Regions from separate parts of the Mus musculus genome. Here region 1 is linked to region 2. A link is a contact called in public HiChIP or PLAC-seq data. All regions are on one chromosome and are shown on one strand. Each heading gives the region's core, a stretch centred on a gene start, on an enhancer-like site or on the middle of the called end of the contact. The rest is flanking DNA. Distances are from core to core; before and after follow the strand shown. Region 1 holds the start of Clp1 (CLP1, cleavage and polyadenylation factor I subunit). Region 2 overlaps Tfpi (tissue factor pathway inhibitor).

Evidence for each region. HiChIP or PLAC-seq counts read pairs in DNA pulled down with a chosen protein or histone mark.
Region 1: an H3K27ac HiChIP or PLAC-seq map of extraembryonic endoderm stem cells shows a contact between it and region 2, with 6 times the contacts expected there. The contact joins the promoter of Clp1 here to the enhancer-like site in region 2. A contact is called at or near these places in 10 of 39 promoter capture datasets (the C10 cell line, the HPC-7 cell line, HPC-7-derived erythroid cells and 6 more), 2 of 15 datasets of contacts at CTCF or cohesin (the NIH/3T3 cell line and large pre-B cells), 5 of 484 Hi-C or Micro-C datasets (B cells, CD8 T cells, embryonic stem cells and 1 more), 15 of 115 datasets of contacts at active chromatin or transcription factors (the 230-238 cell line, acute myeloid leukemia, bone marrow-derived macrophages and 11 more) and 3 of 9 other capture datasets (adipose tissue, liver and pancreatic islet).

Annotation. Positions count from the first base shown.
Region 1 is chr2:84,726,009-84,728,708 of GRCm38.p6, forward strand. Clp1 (CLP1, cleavage and polyadenylation factor I subunit) reads right to left here and starts at 1,279. Exons shown (of 3, transcript NM_133840.3): 1 at 1,155-1,279; 2 at 1-148. The coding sequence starts at 126.
Region 2 is chr2:84,458,609-84,461,308 of GRCm38.p6, forward strand. All of the region lies in intron 2 of Tfpi (tissue factor pathway inhibitor), which reads right to left. Among named protein-coding and RNA genes, the nearest start is that of Tfpi, 14 kb to the right of the region's middle. Within about 2 kb of position 1,258, at least 28 of the 459 cell types and tissues checked have an H3K27ac peak or open chromatin away from gene starts, as enhancers often do. A contact at or near this core is called in bone marrow-derived macrophages, embryonic stem cells, extraembryonic endoderm stem cells and 1 more, where this site is marked.

The DNA.
Region 1 (2,700 bases), core at 29-2,528, 270 kb after region 2:
CGCCATGCCAGCCAACAACTCCAACTGAACCGATTGAGAGGCCTCCACCTCAAATCGAAGCTCTGTTTCTCGCTCTAGTTCAAACTTAGTCGTTGGCTTCTTGTCATCATTGGATTCCTCGCTCATCTTTCCAGTAAAGCTGACGTGCCTAGGACCCAAATTAAACATTTGATTAAATCACCACATCAGGCCACTATTCAAAAAAATCTTCCACTGGTTTAGTCCCTTTATCTTTTTCTGCAGTTCTTATTGCTGCCAGACTCACTGTTTACAGCCAGTCTCTCCACAACCAGAAGCTAAAGGTGTTTTGTTTTGTTTTGTTTGTTTCTCTGTGTAGCCCTAGCTGTCCCGGAATGCTCTGTAGACCAGGCTGCCCTGGAACTCAGAAATCCACCTGCCTCTGCCTCCCAAGTGCTGGGATTAAACACGTGCGCCTCCACTATCCAGCAGTAAAGGTATTTTTGTTTGCTCCTGGGCCTCTGGTAGGTGGAATAGTAACACACCTCAACAAAAAGTAAGAGTGAATGACTAGGACATAAAAAGAAAACTACCTACCGATGTAACTAACAGGAGATTTGAATTGCATAGTCTTTCCTCCATCACTCTATTGGAAAACAAAGTAACACATGCCCATTGTCCAGCTCCCTTAGCCAACACGAAACAAGCTCTGAATCGTATGCAAAGAACAGGACACTGGGTGCAGACTCAGAAAACAGTTGCATGTCCAACTCTGGGACTACTAGTAGTTACTTACTATAATCCAACGACTTAATACCTGAACCAACTCCCCAGCTGCTATATGGTGGGCTTTTACACGTCCTCTTGTAACGGTGCTGGGCCGGGAATAACAAGGACCACAGTTGGAAAAACAAAACATTGTAAATTAGAAACTACTGCCGGGCAGTGGTGGCACACGCCTTTTAGTCCTTGCACTTGAAAGGCGGAGGCAGAGGCAGGTGGATTTCTGAGTTCCAGGACAGCCAGGGTTACACATAGAAACCCTGTCTCGAAATAACAACAACAAACAAACAACAAACTACCAAAGAAATTTAAATTACTATTTCTAATTCTGAACCACAATTCTGGGTCTAGTTAGCTCCGACACCAAAATCTGCCGGGGCTTCTCAAAGGTAATTGGGATCCTTAAGCCTTACCTATACGGGCACGGACTCAAAACCAGCTTCACAGAAACCTGGGACCTCTGGAAACCTCCGACCTCAGCAAACCTCGGACCTCAGCAAACCACGAATAACGTTCACCTAAATACTAGCCGGAAAGCAAAGGCGGTTCCGCAATTGCGCAGTAGTAGAAGACGCGATCGCGTGATGCATCTTGGGACCTGTAGTTTGGAGTGAGTGAGCGCGCGTCGCCGCTTGGCCCTCTGGGAAATATAGTTCAAGGATTGTTCGGTGACCCGCGGAGGTGGGCGGGGCAGCGCCGTCACTTTGTGTGGGAAGACGACCGGAGGCGGAGAGGAGAAGTTGCTGGTTCGCCCTCGGGAGGGAGGTGGTTATAGGGTCTCTCCCTATCTGCTGTCCAGGAAAGCTAAGGGCGACCAGAAAGGGAGAGGCATTGCATCACTGTCTAGATCAGAGCTCTGCTCGACTAGACCACAAGCCAAAAAGTGGGGAAGTTAGCCTAAGCCGGAGACCCAGGCAGCTGGAAAGTGGCAGAAACACGCGCACGCGCACGCGAACACACACACATCAGGTCAAGCAGTACCCATTTGAGTCTATGCGGAACTGGCACATAGAAGAAACAAAGTGTAATTCTCCCTCTCTCCCTGCCCCCACCCCCACCTCCTCTGTATGCTCAAGGTGCCAACCTGGCACTCCATGAGATTCTCCTGCCTCTGATCTGACTTCTGGGATTTACAGACTTAAGCCAATAACCAGGCTGATTTTTTTACTTTAGTAAATATAGAATAAAAGTCCTATGATTTCTTTCGTTTATCTTATGAATCAGTCATTATCCAACAACTTCTGCCAGATTCTAAACTGTTTCTCTATGCACATCTGACAGTTATTCAAAATCGTTGACACCACTGCTAACTGGTTCCACGCCTATAATCCACTTCATGAGTATGGCCTTTGGAAACTTATATTATTTTACTGCCTGACAGGCTCCCTTTCCCTGAGACATCTCTTGTCTATAAAATGGGAATAATAACAGTATTCAACCTCCTAAAGTTGTTTTGAAGATTAGATGAGACATATGTGCTAAGCACAATGCCTATAATATAGAAAGTATCTGATGTTAGCCTTAAGTTTTTATTATAGACTGGGGAGACTATAATATCTGTTTATACATTTTTCAAAGTAGTTCCAGGTGTCTGTGTCACTGTACCCAACAAGCCGGGCAGTGGTGGCGCACGCCTTTAATCCCAGCACTTGGAAGGCAGAGGCAGTCGGATTTCTGAGTTCAAGGCCAGCCTGGTCTACAAAGTGAGTTCTAGGACAACCAGGGCTATACAGAGAAACCCTGTCTCGAAAAAAAAACAAAAAAACAAAAAAAAAAAAATACCCAACAAACCCAGGTAGGTATAACATCTCCAATTTCATCTGAGGAGAAAACTAGGCTAATCAGTGACATTTGCTCAAGAACTCAGTTATTAGTAGAGGTAGACTTTTGTTGTTTTTGTTGCTACTACTGCTGCTGCTGTTTTAAGACAGTGTCTTCACTGTTCTGGCTGTCTTGGAA
Region 2 (2,700 bases), core at 8-2,507:
TCAGTCAGAGATGCCACACATAACCCTTGAGGGACTAGAGGTCCCAGGGAGTGGAGAAGTGGGGGTGGGGGGATCCTCTTTGAGAGGGGACTTCGGGAAAGAGGAAGGAATGGGATGAGGAACTGTCAGAGGCAGACCAGAATGGGGTAACAACTGGACTGTAAAAAATCATTAAAGACCCATGGAAGGAGTTACAGAGACAAAGTTCAGAGCTGAGAAGGAAGGAAGGACCATCCAGAGACTGCCCCACCCGGGGATCCATCCCATAATCAGCCACCAAACCCAGACACCATTACATATGCCAGCAGGATTTTGTTGACAGGACCCTGATATAGCTGTCTCCTGTGAGGCTATGCCACCGCCTGGCAAATACAGAAGTGGATGCTCACAGCCATTTATTGGATGGAACACAGGGCCCCTAATGAAGGAGCTAGAGAAAGTACCCAAGGAACTGAAGGGGTCTGCAACTCTATAGGAGGAACAACGATATGAACTAACTAGTACCCTCCAGAGCTGTGTCTCTAGTTGCATATGTAGCAGAGGATGGCCTAGTAGGCCATCAATGGGAGGAGAGGCCCTTGGTCTTGAGAAGATCATATGCCCCGGTACAGGAAAATGCCAGGGCCAGGAAGCGGGAATGGGTGGGTTGGGGAGCAGGGCAGGAGGGAGGGTATAGGGGACTTTTGGGATAGCATTTGAAATGTAAATGAAGAAAATATCTAATTAGAAAAAGTGTGAAAAATGTAAATAGTAAAAAAATCATTAAAGATTATATATAATATTTTATATGATTTTGTATATGTACACAAAATATTATATATATAATTATATATAATATATTACACACATATATGTATATATAATATATATACTAAAATAATAAAATACCTGCTTATTATACTTGTTATATTAGTATGTTTTTAAAAACTGGTTTGGGTATAAACAGGTTGCACTTTCCATGCCACTCAGCAACTTTGCTTTCTTAGTCAGAACTCTTATTTTCCAATTATTTTGTTGTTCTTGACGTCAACATTCTGAAGGCAGCTCTCAACTTTGTCTCTCTTTCCTCTTGCTTTGGTCCCTCCTTCAGAAGGAAGCATTGTCACAAATCCCCTCCTTGTCTCTTGTGGTATTTGTTTGAGAACTCCCGTTTCCTAACCAGGTTTTCTGCGAGATAAGCACTGAGTAGCTGAACACAATGGACCCCAGCCACTCCCTCCCTGCAGCTCATCAAGTCACCTTTCCCTGGTTTAAGGAGTTGTCCGCCTTTAAGACAGGCAAGTGATGAGCCAGCCCTTTTGCAGCCCGAGGGAAATGGATTCCCGTAGGAAGTGGGACATTTCCTGTTTCAGAAAGATTTAAAGATCTGGATCTTAAAAGGAAAAGAAGTTGAAAAACATGTAGCTTTAAAAAACAAAATACACACACACACACACACACACACACACACACACACACACACACACACACACAAAGACTTCCTCTTTGCACTCAAAGGGGAAAGGAAACGATGCCGGACCGGGAAAGGACCGGGAAACGGGATGTTGAGGCTTCAGAGTCAGCGCAAATGCGTGATCTACAGCTACCCCTTCAAATGCCTGTCTTTGTATCATATACGTTATTGTCTCAATTTTTACTTCTATAACAGAATAACTAAGACTGCATAATTTTTAAGTTATAGAAATTTCTGTCATAATTCTTGATTCCAGAAACTGCCAAATCAGAATACTGACAAATAGAAAATACATAAATATTCTGAGTTCCATGCCAGCCTGGTCTACAGAGTGAGTTCCAGGACAGCTAGGGCTACACAGAGAAACCCTATCTCAAAAAAAAAAAAAAAAAAAAGAAAGAAAGAAAGAAAGAAAAGAAAAAGAAAAAGAAATAAAAAAGGCATGGGTGGACTGAAATACATGAATAGTGAAGTAATGTGTGCCCATTGAAAATGTTACAAATTTATAATTCATACAACATACCTCATGCCATTATGAGAGTCTGATCCACACATGTGATTATAAAGAGTATTTCTACTAAACATCTAGGTTTTAATTTGATTTTTTTCAAATACTTTCGGAGACGCTTTGATTCCATTTGGTTCCACGGGAAGTCCGTTGCAGCTGTGTTTTGAATGTACTGGGAGGTAAGGTTTTTGTCTGCCTGGTTCAGAATGCCGGCTTAGGTAGAATGCCTGCTAAAAACTCAAGAATAGAGACTCTACGTCTACCAAGTTAATCCTATTTAAAGGCTGCAGCTTAAAAAAATCACTTATTTAGTCATCTAGTCTGTGCTTGGTTCCAACGTAGTCAAAACCAGCTTAGATGAATTCGGTCAAAATGTCACTAACCACGTTCCAGACAATGTGGAGCTACCTGGGCCTAGAAGGACTGATTTGTATTAATCTCAGAAACAGCTAGAACCAAGTGACTGAGCACCATCAGGGATCTCTAATCGCTTTATTCTCTGTCTCAGGACAGCCTCTTCCTTTTTTCCCCTCCACACAGCATAGAATATGAGCCTCACCATTCCTGGATTCTGAGCCATTGAAAGAGTTCGGCTACTTTCTTAATACACCAGGTCCAAACAGCCAGTAAATAGCGCTGGCAATTTCAATTTGTAAACACTGGAACCTCTCACTGGAGTTCCTTTAAAATGGGACACAGTGGGGACCTGCATGGATTTCATGAACTGCAAACCTGACTC